Linked DNA regions of Takifugu rubripes: region 1 is linked to region 2. A link is a contact called in public Hi-C data. All regions are on one chromosome and are shown on one strand. The core of a region is the stretch at or near the end of the contact, and the rest is flanking DNA. Distances in the headings are between cores, read along the strand shown.

Region 1 (7,195 bases), core at 3,330-5,829, 200 kb before region 2:
GTTGCTGGTTCAGCAGTAGTTGGAGGGTGTGGTGCACCTGTTGTTGTTGGCTCAGCTGTTGCTGCTGGTTCAGCAGTAGTTGGAGGGCGTGGTGCACCTGTTGTTGTTGGCTCAGCTGTCGTTGCTGGTTCAGCAGTAGTTGGAGGGCGTGGTGCACCTGTTGTTGTTGGCTCAGCTGTCGTTGCTGGTTCAGCAGTAGTTGGAGGGTGTGGTGCACCTGTTGTTGTTGGCTCAGCTGTCGTTGCTGGTTCAGCAGTAGTTGGAGGGCGTGGTGCACCTGTTGTTGTTGGCTCAGCTGTCGTTGCTGGTTCAGCAGTAGTTGGAGGGCGTGGTGCACCTGTTGTTGTTGGCTCAGCTGTCGTTGCTGGTTCAGCAGTAGTTGGAGGGCGTGGTGCACCTGTTGTTGTTGGCTCAGCTGTCGTTGCTGGTTCAGCAGTAGTTGGAGGGTGTGGTGCACCTGTTGTTGTTGGCTCAGCTGTCGTTGCTGGTTCAGCAGTAGTTGGAGGGCGTGGTGCACCTGTTGTTGTTGGCTCAGCTGTTGTTGCTGGTTCAGCAGTAGTTGGAGGGCGTGGTGCACCTGTTGTTGTTGGCTCAGCTGTTGTTGCTGGTTCAGCAGTAGTTGGAGGGTGTGGTGCACCTGTTGTTGTTGGCTCAGCTGTTGTTGCTGGTTCAGCAGTAGTTGGAGGGTGTGGTGCACCTGTTGTTGTTGGCTCAGCTGTTGTTGCTGGTTCAGCAGTAGTTGGAGGGCGTGGTGCACCTGTTGTTGTTGGCTCAGCTGTTGTTGCTGGTTCAGCAGTAGTTGGAGGTTGTGGTGCACCTGTTGTTGTTGGCTCAGCTGTCGTTGCTGGTTCAGCAGTAGTTGGAGGGCGTGGTGCACCTGTTGTTGTTGGCTCAGCTGTCGTTGCTGGTTCAGCAGTAGTTGGAGGGCGTGGTGCACCTGTTGTTGTTGGCTCAGCTGTCGTTGCTGGTTCAGCAGTAGTTGGAGGGTGTGGTGCACCTGTTGTTGTTGGCTCAGCTGTTGTTGCTGGCTCAGCTGTTGTTGCTGGTTCAGCAGTAGTTGGAGGGTGTGGTGCACCTGTTGTTGTTGGCTCAGCTGTTGTTGCTGGTTCAGCAGTAGTTGGAGGGCGTGGTGTACCTGTACCTGTTGTCGTTGGCTCAGCTGTTGTTGCTGGCTCAGCTGTAGTTTGAGCTTGTGTTGCACCTGTTGTTGCTGGCTCAGCAGTAGTTAGAGGTTGTGTTGCACCTGTTGTTGTTTCAGGCTGAGCTGAGGTTGTAGCAATTGTTGGCTCCACTGTAGCTTCTGTTGATGTCGGCATAGAGGTTGTGGCTGCTGGTGTTGGTTTATTCAGGTCTGTTAAATCAATCACAATCAAGAAAGCTGCATCAATGATTCATATCAGAATTAAAACAAACATCCCATGGAGGACAGATTCACCTGCGCACTCTCCATGATAAAGCTTTACATCATCTATGGCCACATCGGACTCTTCATTCGAGCCTCTTCGTCCCTCAAAGATGATCTGCACACAACAGACTTTGAGTTAAACTTCCTAGCAACAAATCAGACGGTGGCGTCTTCACTGGACTGTGACAGTGGAGGCGACCTGACCTGGAACACTCCAGTGGTTGTGAGCTCCACCTCAGCCAGACGCCACATATTTCCCTGGTCATTGGTCATTCTCCAAACATTACGAGCCAAATTGTTCTGGACCAAGTACACGTGGAGGCCCATCGTATCGGCTGAGCCGTACATGTGATACCAGAACTGCAGACACTTTGGCCCTGAGTTAGAACACTCGGCGCTGATCAGACGAGCCGTGTCCCCATGTGTCACGCTGCTGGCCTCGATGTAAAGATACCGACCACCTAAAAAGCACTGAAATGATTCACACTGTCTTCTTTCAACAACAACACAGGTGTTACCCATAATCATGAATCTTGTGTTCACAGATATTTGTGCGTAAAGGGAACGAGCGTGTTACCCCCTGTGTGGTCAGCAGAGGGCCCCGTCATGGGGGTGGGGGTTGAACCGCTTTGCCACGTCCAGTCAAAAGCATCTGTGACCGTCTGACTCCAGCTACAGAGGTGTCTGTCAAAGTTACATTCAGCGTTGCACACTGGAAGAAAAGGATTTGTGAAATCAGCATCTGGCACAGCCTCGTTAACCTGTATTTAAGCCCATGTATAGGATGATTAGGGTTGACCCTGAAATTAACGTCTAACTACAATTAGGCCTCCTGTTGTTGAGTCAGTGGTCCAGAAAATCCGGTTTCCTGTGCACTCACCTAGTCGTGAAGGTGGCACATCCGCAGGTGTAGTAGGAAGCCAACTTTCAACTGCCATGGCTGGAAAACCTCCGAGATGAAGTGAGCGATAAACTGTTATAATCAGAGTAATCGGAAGTAACTTGCGAATATTGTGAGTTGGAGATAAAAATCACCTGTGCATGAGCCAGCGTGGATTGAAATGTCATCAATGGCGACATCCGATTCAGCATTAGAGCCTCGAATAGCTTCCACGATGATCTGGAGGATGAATAAATGGACGTCTGATCAGCATAACTGTATCGTAAGCATAATAATTTAACCGTCAGTTAAAAAAATAACTTAATAACATTTACTTTAAATGGAGCTGTCGCACCGATGTCGATTTGTGCCTGATGCCACATTGGGCCGCGGTTGTTCTTGGCCGACCAGACTTTGGTGGCTCTGTTGTCTTTGAGGAGGTAGATGTTGAGCGCCATCGCAGTCGCCGAACCGAACATGTGGTACCAGAATTCCAAGCAGAGCGGTCCGTTATACAGGCACGATGAGCTCAGGAGGCGGGCTGAATCTCCATGGGTTACGCTGTTTCCCTCAATGTACATGTAGAAACCAGCTGCAGAGACATATATCAAGATAAACTCGGAAAACGCTGACGCAGCACTTGTCACGTTCTAACGCTGAGAACTACCTCCGGTGGTGTGGTCCTGGTCCGGGCCGGTTAGGTCTGATGGCGTGGGTCCGGAATGTCTCGTCCAATCGAAACTGTCCTGAATAAGCTGCTCCCACCCACACAGATCGTTTTCAAAGTTGCAGTTTACGGGACAGACTGTGAAAAAGCAAATCACCACAAGAAGGATTTGATCAGAAGCCAATCGAGATGAATGAAGACCGGAGATGTGTACATCTGTAAAATGATGTCAGTCAATCCCAAACCCAGCATCGGCTGGCTTTGGGATCCATGCTGTCTCTTTCGAGGATGGACAGAATCAATGAGGAGGCAAATATCGGGTATGTATACATGAGATCATCTATAGTTTCACCGTTCTGGGCTCAAAAGGTGAAAAAAACACTTATAACGTGCACAGTAAAGCTCGCTGAATGAGCGGAACCCAGCAGAGACACACGTCCAGGTCTCTCGTCCAGGTCTTTAGGCCTTTTCCTGGCAGCCTAAGCTGTTGTGTAATCAGCGCAATAAAAAGCAGCAGATAAGAAGTGAAAGTGAGAGATAACCAAATGACTTAATCTAATTTCATACGCTAATGCATCACCCAATGTTATCTCGGTATCAGTGCCACAGGTTCATGCCGCGCATCCTCTCACCGATTAAGTTGGACCTCCCTTAATCTCACCATCGTCGCTATCTGCCAATTGGGACACTCCGTGCCAGCAAACTGGCTCTGCAGGACTTCAGGGATTCACACAGGCTGTGTTAGCATTAGCCATCTGTTCTTCATTAGATATCATTCAAAGGACCCCTCTCTTGCCTTTATTACTGTGATAAAACGTGGTGGACAACCCCCGCAGCACAATCACCATAAAATCCAAGTAGCTGTTTGCACTATCTTGTGATCAGCTTGGAGCTTAAGTGCAGACACTCCACAGTGATTACCTCTGGGAGAAAGGCACGCGATAAAACAATTATTAGCCAGCTTCACATCAATTAGCGACAGGCAGAGGAACAGTTGAAACTGGCCTGTAGATTAAAACAGAACTGTGGAGCATTGTTCCAGGTCAGCTCTTAAAGGCCCTGCCATTTAAAGGTCACCTCATCTTATCTAGAGTGAGTAAACTCAGGCCCCAGGAACCAGTTCCAGGGCGGTTTGTATAGCCTTTACCTAAAGAAACAGGTGGCAGACTCCCCATCCAGTCGCACGCTTCGCCACTGCGACACCGCAAACATATTAAACAAGGGGGCCAAACGACAAGCATGTCCTCTGGCTCTCTTGAAACACGGCGTTTATTGCGACAAATTTGAGTCCGTACAGTGAATGACGCCGAGCCACATCGCGTTTTTTCCTACCTGAGTCTTTCAGTGATGGATGAACGTCTTCGGCCCTGAGAAACAAAACATGTGCTTTGATCATTAACGGGTTTCTGCGGTCTTATGAGCTGAAATGATGTTGACTCTCACCTGCACCGACTCCCTGTCAGGGTTAGAACGAGCAGAGCCGCTGTGGCCGCCAAACCTCCGCGGAGTCCTGCGAGCATGGCTGATCTTTCCTTCTTTCCTTGTTAATAATCTCTCTCACCGTCGCCGCAGGTTCGCTTCTCTACTGCGGAGGATTCGGCCCTCTTTTGTCGTCCTCTGGGGGGATGCTTTACGCATTTATAGGCTCACCATCTAACCGGGTAACCGCGACAGTGGGCGGAGAGAGGGAAAATTGGGCTGGACCGGGTCTGGGGTGTAAAAATGTGCAAGTGATGACAGTAACTAATGCAGTTGCAGGGAGCAGCGAGAGGCAGAGCCAGGGTTTAGCATCAGGTTATGAAGGAAACATGCTAAGATACAGATGTACATCAAAAAAGATGTCATAAAACAGAGTTTCAGCTGAGCCCTTACTTAATATTTGTCATATTTCTGTCTCACATGTTGATTCTTCATACAATCTCCCCATCAGCCTCAGAACATTCTCTCATTGATATTGGCCTCTTTGGCGGCGTCGCTAACATGCAATAAAGGTCTGAGCAGCTAATCCAGTATCTTGCTGTGGGCTGATTAGATAAAAATATATTACAAATATGAGTTACATCATTAGTTAATGTATGAAGAAGAACATTCCCTTCTGGACTGTTCCACCAATCACCGTGGTCCCAGCGGAGGGGGCAGCAGTTGTTGGAGGGAATATCAAAGCTCCAGGTTGTCTGAGAGAAGAACTAAGTGTTCTAGGAGCAGATGTAGTCCTTCCTGTAGTTTTATGGATAAAGCATGAAAAGTAAATGAATTAATCAATAAATTAAAAGAACACAAAGAGTTGATTAAACCATTTGTTCGACACCCCCATGCTGAAGAACCTTTATCAGTATATCATTATATCATGTCCTGGTGGTCTCGAGGCTGACCAATCAGAGCTGCTCTCTCCGACCCACCGTCCAATCAGAGGCTCACAAATCTCGCCCCTCCTAAAATGTTGGCTTCTGCCAGTCAAGGCCTTTATTTTTGCCTTTGAAAAGGCACTATTATTACCTGGCCTAGCAACAGACCGCAGATTTCGACTCGTCAGACTTCGGCGCCTTGTGCAAACCACGCCGGCGTTGCGCAAACGAGCGCCTGACATTTTGACCCTGATACTGTAAACACTGGCTTTGAGTAGAGCCTTTCAGAGCGTGCACGCTGGATCTCAAGCACATACACTTTTACACTTGATGACCATTTCGACAATTCTTCTTCTTATCCGCTTATTGTAACCTTACTGTAGCTCGTCGGTATGTGTCAACAAAGACGGGGCCCGAGCAAACCGACCATAACGAGGTGCGAGAGGAGCTCCAAAGTACTAAATAGTATGCTAATAATTTGAACACCAGAGAAACTCTGTTATCTGCGGAGATTAGGGCCTGATGTCTTGACCTTTTTATCTGTGTCTGTTTCGGTGGTGTAAGGTGTATGGAAAATATCGCAGGTGTAAAGTTACTCATAAACTGGTCCCACAGGTGTGTTCAAACATGCTGTAGGAGGATTTTACCTGCCAAAAAGTGGCTGATGATCCACTTCTGACTGGTTAATGAAGACTTAAATGCTGTGAAGCTTTCCATAATCTGGTCTGTTCCACACTTATGTATTAATCCATTGGCGTAAGACGCACATTCAGGAATTACTTTTGCTCGCCCTTCCGCCGGGCAGCAATTAAAAAGACCCATTAATGATCAACTTTGTCCAGAGGAAGCGGGAGAATGAGCAACAAAGGGCTGAGGAAAAAGCAATTTGCTGGGCGCTTTTGCAAGGATCGCTGCTGACGCCACATGACCGGATCCATGCCCAGCAGTTAATAAGCTGCTGTTTGCTTTCTGAAACTCCCGTTGGCTCCTTTCACCTACCCGGCCGCGGGGACACCTGAGCAAACGCGGGCAGCAGAGGAATGTGGGTTTGAAAAAAAAACCCCGACCTTATCTTTTAATTTTTTTTTCTTACAAAGGCCCACTGTTGTGACCCACTTGCCTACAGAATCAATATTCCTCTCGGATATCAGCTAAAGCAGAGCCGTGTGCTGTGATCCATGTTTCATTCGTTCTGCAGCACCTCCCGCCAGTGTCATCCCATCAGATCGTTAGTGGGAATAATGACGACGATGGTGATGAGGAGGTTGCTGTTTGTCTGCACATCCGAAGCCGGAACCGATGTCCTCAGCAGGCTCAGCAGAAGGACAACCAGGAAGAAGCAGTTCCATTGGTTTGGTGAAGGAGAACTTCAGGTACTTCAGCAGTCAACTGAACTTTGGTGACATGAATTTATGTGCACGCGCTCCATCGTGTGCACAATATTGTGGAGAGCATCTCATCCGTCCACAATGAAGATAAATCAGCTCTTCATTCCCGTGAGGTTGGACAGATGGAGACAAAATGGGAGCAGAAGCAAACACACCAACTCCACACGACATGAGGGAATATACACATTTTAAATCATAGGCTTTAAAATTTTTTTAAAAATAAACACAATTACTGGCAGTAAAGAAAGACGATGTGGCTTTATTGAATACAAAGCAGAATAGGTAAAGGGTGAAATAGAATCTTTTAATTATTCTACAATAAAACAAGTCTATCAAAACAAATTAGGGCCTGCTGCGTAGCATCTGCTTAATATTCATTGAATTTTCTGCACTGGATTTCTTAATTTCACAGCCAAGAGTCAAACTTGTTAACATTTTATCCTCTCAGCACAACAGTGAACAAGCTGCTATGTAGACATAAACAAGGTCTGTCGCATTCCAACTGTTATT
Region 2 (6,690 bases), core at 1,367-3,866:
AGCATGGTGTGATTTACTTTGGTGCAGAACTTTGAGGATCTTGTGTCCTCTGCATTGACGTTGTGGATTAATATGAGACATCTGCTTGCCTGCAGCAGCAAACATGGAGGAGACTCAACAATTTACACAGGTACATAGGCACATGGAAATAACCCGATTCTATAGGAGAGAAGGGCTGAGTTAAGGGAAGATTTGTAGTTATGCTAATTGCTGCATTGCCAGAGGCGTAGACTCAGAGATTCTGAGCAGAAAATTTTACCATAACTGTGTATCTTTATCGTTAATAATGCCTCCACTTGGTCCTTGAATCTCCAACAGGATCTTTAGGGGCTGCTAACAGCACATTGCTAATGTTCTGGTGTCAAACCCATGCTGCACGGTTCCCAGTGTAGCACAGCCAGCTAACACACACTGCCTGCTGCTCATTTACCACCTCACTCGATTGCAGCTCCCTCATTTGTAAAATAGTCAGATTGCATCTTTTCTCATGTTCCCTGACCCCCCGCCTACTGTAGCTACCATCTTTGTTATCTTCCTCAGTCTAACTTTGCAAACTCGACTCCACTGCCGCCAACTTCTATCCAGCTAAATGAGCGGGCTTATCAAGGCCTAATTGGTTTAGGCGTAAACAGAAATAAGCAACAGCTCCGTGAGCGAGGAAGAATTACCGCGGCTGTTGGCAAGAACCATCCGCACACCGGAGAGTGAGGGCGCAGCAGAGGGAGACAGGAACTGTGCGATTGGTGAGATTTATGGGGGGGGGAAAGATGAGGGGCGTAGTAGGAAAGTTGGAGCTGAAATGATGGGAGGAATGAGGGGAGAAAACAAATGAGGGGAGAGACCGCGTTCTGTATCTCGTGGAATTCCTCCCCTTCAAAATAGGCTGCCATTGGTGGGATTGAGGGCCTGGACTCGTGCTTTAGCTTCCTCAATTTAACTTGTATTCAGGTGATTTCAACCTGTGAAACTGTCCATATTATGCGGTTAAAGGCATTATTTAAGATTTTCGGGGCGGGCTCACCAGTCCATCTGATGCTAATGTGAGATCAGTTCATTCGTTCTTCATCAGCATATGTACTGGACCATATGTTCGCAGCTGCCTGTTCCTCTAAAGTTTCAAACGCACCCAGACACACACACATCACTGATCTCTTTGTGATGAGCGGCCGATTTGGACTCGTAATCAGATTAAAGGGGGCACCCAGAAAGGCAGGGATAATGTGGTCAATAGCTTCTCTCTCTCTCTCTCTCTCTCTCTCTCATGCACACATTAAAGAGCAACAGATTGGAGTTCAAATCAGTGAAGATTTTAACCTTCCCATGGGGAAAACACTCCTTTTAATTAACAATTCAAACAAGAAAACCACTTTTTTTTCCCTTGAGGTAGCCATCTGACTAGGGGACCATCTTTATGTCCACCTGTTTCTCTTCTTATCTCATCTCTTAAAAGGTGAGATCCCACTTTTTTTCCCCCCTCTCGGGGAAATCTGACAACTCCCACCCGCCCTCGTGAATCGGCATTCATATTTTCTATTGCTGTCACATCACACCGGGCGCACGTCTGACCCTCAAAACATCCCTCCCTGCAAAGGCCGCAGGGCTGCATGGTTTCCATAACTGCACCAAAATGACAAAAACAAACACACAAGCTGAGGCACAAATGTTCCATTAAGGGCGTCGGAAGGGGCATTATTGTATATCACCGAGGTATGAAGATACAGAGAGCCATGGGGAGCCGCTGTTCGGTTTTATTGAGGAGGGGGTCTGCTGCTGGGACAGCTCAGGTCTATGGCCACAGCGCTGCGCACCGTCCCTCCAGGGTTCCACAGCGGAAATGAAAAACATGTTTAATCGAGGAGATATGAGCTACTTGTGGCGCTGCTGCGCGTCCACGTCCGTGTGAGAGGAAAAAAGACGCAGAAAGCCACGGGGGGACGACAGAGAGAGTGGAGCGCGAGCACAATTTAAACAAACCAAAGAATAAGCAGCTTTTTTAATGAAACAGGAACTTGCACACTGATTTCCACCCATTTTTTAGCAGAACTACTCCTGAAGGAAAGTACGAGATATGTTTTTGTTAACGGGCTGAAAAGAATCAGCAGGAGTGACGAAAGTAAATCTGAGCGCACCTGATAAAGTACTTCACGCTGTTAGTGTTTAAATAAAGTACAGTGCAAGTAACGCACAGGGTGACAGGACCAGGGGACGGGGGGACGATCTGCTGCGATCCACGTGTGTGAGATCCCTCATCTGCCCCCGACGCAGCGCTACCCGACAGAGGCGAGCATCCCCGGACGCAGGAGGAACCGTTTCCACCTCCACAAACAAGTCCGATCCGTGCGCCTTATTTACCTTCCATTGCAGAGGACACGGCGACCAGTGCGCACAGCAGCGCAAACAAATCCACTGCCATGGCAGATGGGTTGGACAGTCTCCGCGGCCGGTCCCCGAATTGCCAAGACGCACGGGCGCGCGTCAAAAAGAATCCCTCGGTTGTCAGCGCGGTACTCCAGCAGGCAGCCAGGGCGGTGAGTCACATCTCCAGCCGTAGTAAACAGTGTGTGACAATCGGCACAGGGGGAAGAACGGAGCGGAGGGGCTCCTCGGGTGCGAGAAAGGGGTGGGGGTGAGCTGGAGGAGGCGGCGGCGGTGGTGGAGGGGGGGGGGACCCGACATCGCCTGCTCTCAGCCCCATTAGAGTGCACGGGCCAATCACCGTGCGCGGAGCTGAAACTCACCAGCCAATCACCGGAACGCCGCTCCACCCACCAAGAGGTGTCAAAACACAAAACTTTTTCTTGACCTATTTGAAGGGACGCCCGCTGCACGGAAGAGAAATAGCGACCCCACATGGGTGACAGTGGCCACTGCGACCGAAAGGTTAAAGGACTCCCACGTGAATATAAATGCTCGCACAGAACGCCGACAGATTCTGCAGGATTAGAGAATTGTGTCGGCCTCCGTCGTGATGACTCTGAATATTAAAATATGCTGATCTGGTAAAACTGTGGAATGAAATCTCAATTTGAGGCTTCTGTCTGTGTTTCCTGGCTCTGTAGGCCTCATAATTCACCATCTATTTGTTATTTCAAGTGATTGAAACAATTGCTCTCCTGGTATTGTCTGAAAAGTGGAAAGAAACTATTTCTTAATGGCTTTACCACATTCAACCGCGCCTCCTAATGATGTTAAACAGGCACCACACTCCGCATGGCACTGTTACCCCCTTTTGAGCGAGCGTGTGCTCCGACAGATGGTGCACACAATAGGCTAACGGGGGTCTCAGAGGACTGGGGGCCACCTCTGCTGAGGGAGGGACAGTTGCTGCCCTGTGGGACCCAGACTGGCACCCGTCTTTGGCTGGGATGTCCCCACATGTTTCCGGGGTTGAAAAACTGGAATAGAGATATTAATCCAGAGCAGGAGGAAACCGGGTTGTACCCGAGGCCTGTGGATGACCTCATACTTCACTGCTGCTTTAACACTGGCCCAGATTTTTGGAATTCCACCCCAGTTAGAATTAGACAGAAGATTGTTTTGGTGAAAGAGCAGATTTGTAACCAAACCAAAGGGCTTCTAACGCTTCCTTAATGGATGTCCCAGTGCAGCAAAGGCCAGCAGATGAACTGGGTCAGGCGCGCCTCTTGATGAGCCTCCACCAACTTGGGAAAGCTGGTGATGAGATCATTTGTCCGTTTTAACGGGCTTCGCAAAGAGCGGCGTAGTGATGCAGCGCAGCGTGGGACCGGGCACCGGCCCCCCACACGGGCCCCGCGATGGCCTTTATTTTTTTCCATCAAGTCACTCATCATCACCTCTGACTCCACAGATCGCCTCCAAATACGGGAGCAATATGTCCTTGTTTGCTGTCCGCACCCCAGGGGAGGGGAAGGGAGGGGGAGGATATGAGGGGAAGGCAGGAACAATAGCGCTGCCGCCGTGGCACATCCTCTCCCACAACACACCGACAAAACGGCAGGATATAATAGCGCGGAGTGTGTGCGAGTGTGTGTGCAGCCGCTCGCCCACCCGGCACTCTGATAATGATCCACACAAAGCCACACAAGCACTCGCCTCCTCCAGCTCGAGTGCCTCGGCCCAATACCAATAGTGAGCCCAAACACATGGCAGAGAGCCTCTCAGCCTCCTCCCTCTGAAGCCCCTCAGGTTTCTTTTCCATGGCTCCATCGATGATCGGATTCCAAACCAGAATCAAAGAGCGGGAGGCCCCTCTGGGCGGCCGTACCCTTTGGGCTTGTGTTTGATTTAATGTTCTCCATCTTCTGACCCTTGCATGTCATGTTTGCATGTTTGACCTGTCTCCACCCTCCTTCAGACGCATGACCATGTGCTCTGACATTTACTTTTCTCCTCTCCGTTTCCTGTCTCCCGAGTCTGGTTGTTGGGAGAGAAAAAAAAGGCGCAGGCGGCTGCTCCGCACCGGGTTCAGACGTGTTCTGCGCGCCGACAACAGAGGAGCGCCTCGCCGTAAACAATGCGGGCCTTTTAAGGATGAAAAGGAAAAGTGGATTTTACGGCGAGAGCGCTGTTTGCTCAGACGTGCGCTCATTATTTAGATTTGTGATGTAGGTGTGTGTAACAGAGGAGTCGCTGATGAGACAAACACACACATGCAAAAAGAGCCAGATGATGATAATGGGTGAAAGTGAGCGAAGCAGGGCCAGACAAAAGGAAAGAGAGTTATTTTTACCCCGGACTACAAGAGCTGGAATAGTTGGCCCAGTGATGAATAAGGATGCATGAAAATGAAATGCCTGAGTCAATACAGAGACAGTGCAGGGACACGGGTGACAGAGGAGTGCAGCGTTGCACCTACCCGGGGGGGATAGACTGGTTATTAGGCTGAGCTTTAGCTTCATCCATCTTCAGGAGCCTGGGCGCCAGCCGCTGACAACCCGAGCGCCTAGCCAAGGCTGAATACAGATGTGTTCCGGACCCTGCGTTTTCCAAAAAGAGGGCCATCCCAGCCATGGTCACACATTCTGGGGCACGGCCCGAGAGACGCGACAGGAAATGGGCTCGTCGCGCGTCGGGGTTTTGCGGGGCGTGCGCCAAACCTGCGCCAGCTAGCAGCGTTGGCTAATGGGTTTGGCTTTCAGCGGTTCATCCCAGTTTCAGATTTCCCAGCACCGGATCACAGCCATCTGGGACTATCCCAAAATAAACCGAATAACACTCGCTGATGCTATCCTTTTTAGCACCTTAGTGTAAGCCTAACGACGTTTCCTTCCGCCTGTATGCACGTACATTATAGTTTGCGTTGCTATGTATTGGAGAGCTCCAGGAATGGCGCTCCAGCGGTAGTGGTACTCCCTTATGGAAGACCGCTGGGCTGAAGCACCGCCCGCACGTGCTCCCTCCCAACATATCCAGCACAACCGCGACGGCAAGATTGCAACAATCTTAGCAGAAGCACCGCAGGATTTAACCAGACATGGTTTTATGCATCTATAAGGTCTTTTAAAGAGTAGAAGGAGTCCCGGGAGTGGAACAGCTCTCCGACAGTGGGTCAGACGGGGAAGCGGGCCACGAGCTAAATACGGCACCCTCATTAATCTGCCAGCCAGGCCGAGACTGATGGTACCTGTCTCCTTCTATCAGCACACGGACACTTCAGAGACATCCACTGCCCTTCTGTGACGGAGAGCCGCTCGCACCGAGACAAATCTCCAAAAACAGCAGAGGGAACCGGGGCGCAGATGTGACAATACCTGGACGCAAACACGGGCCATTTATTAAACACCTGTGTGTTTTCCAAGCAGGATATTCAGAGGAAAAGAGGGATTAGGCTGTCTTCCCGGCGTCTTCGCTGCGGCCGGGGCGGTATTTGTTTCTAGTGCCGCTGTTTGATTAATAAGTCGTTAGTTCACATTCATCCCTTTCGAGATCTGAGAACCCTTGTTGTCGTTAATCAAGGCAGCACAATGAGGAGCTTCTGCTCGGCGCTGAATGAATAAGAGCATCATTACAGCCTTCTTCATCAAGTGCGCGCGAGAGCAGACGGGGGGGGGGGGGAAGGGGGGCTGACTGGGAGTGTGTGCGTGAGGGGCTGCGCTCCTACTCGCCTCTGCTGCTTAGCATATCCTCCGCGCGTGGGTGCGCTATCCTGGCGCCCGCTCTCAAACCTGCTCGAGTGCGCCGTGGAAGGGCGGATGACAGATCGCTGCACCTCCTCCTCGGTCCGTCCGCGCTCTGTCAGCCGCCACGGCCGGCCTGCTAGCGGCGGGTAGCTAATCCGCGTCTGACCGAATCGCGCCTGAAGATCGGGACGAGGCCTTTTTGGGGACTCTAATCACAAACAGGGTTAATGGGGATCCGCAGGGTTCACCTGTTTAGCAAGTCGAGCAGCTCCCCATCATCAGTTTGGCCTCCAGCCCCCCCCCCCCCCATCTATTCATTTATGCGTCGACCTTTTCCGCAAGAGGTGCCTTGACAACAACAACATTTGACACATGGTAAATTGTTTTTTGGTTTTTTTCCACATCCTTGTATAAGCTATTATGGGTAAATTAACTGAAGAGGCTCACGGAGAAGTTTCCCGCCTACGGAAGCGGCATTCGAGGGTGGACTCGTTAATGAGGAAAAACAAAACCGTCCTGACAGCTCATCACTTCACGTCAGCTCGCAGTGACGGCCAATCCCACTCGTTTCCCGCGCGGTTGTTTGTTT

The links. Hi-C and Micro-C count contacts between places; a contact is called where the count stands out from the background.
Region 1: a Hi-C map of muscle shows a contact between it and region 2, with 3 times the contacts expected there. The contact joins the promoter of LOC101067963 here to the promoter of ephb1 in region 2. A contact is called at or near these places in 2 of 2 Hi-C or Micro-C datasets (muscle and an unstated tissue).

The regions. Positions count from the first base shown.
Region 1 is chr22:9,725,152-9,732,346 of fTakRub1.2, reverse strand. LOC101067963 (zonadhesin-like) reads right to left here and starts at 4,579. Exons shown (of 16, transcript XM_029831143.1): 1 at 4,396-4,579; 2 at 4,285-4,319; 3 at 2,953-3,090; 4 at 2,621-2,877; 5 at 2,441-2,525; 6 at 2,286-2,354; 7 at 1,983-2,117; 8 at 1,610-1,866; 9 at 1,436-1,520; 10 at 1,050-1,351. The coding sequence starts at 4,472. LOC115248005 (a long non-coding RNA gene) reads left to right here and starts at 6,934. Exons shown (of 4, transcript XR_003887039.1): 1 at 6,934-7,195.
Region 2 is chr22:9,521,133-9,527,822 of fTakRub1.2, reverse strand. It overlaps ephb1 (EPH receptor B1), which reads right to left and starts at 2,616. Exons shown (of 17, transcript XM_029831094.1): 1 at 2,353-2,616. The coding sequence starts at 2,413.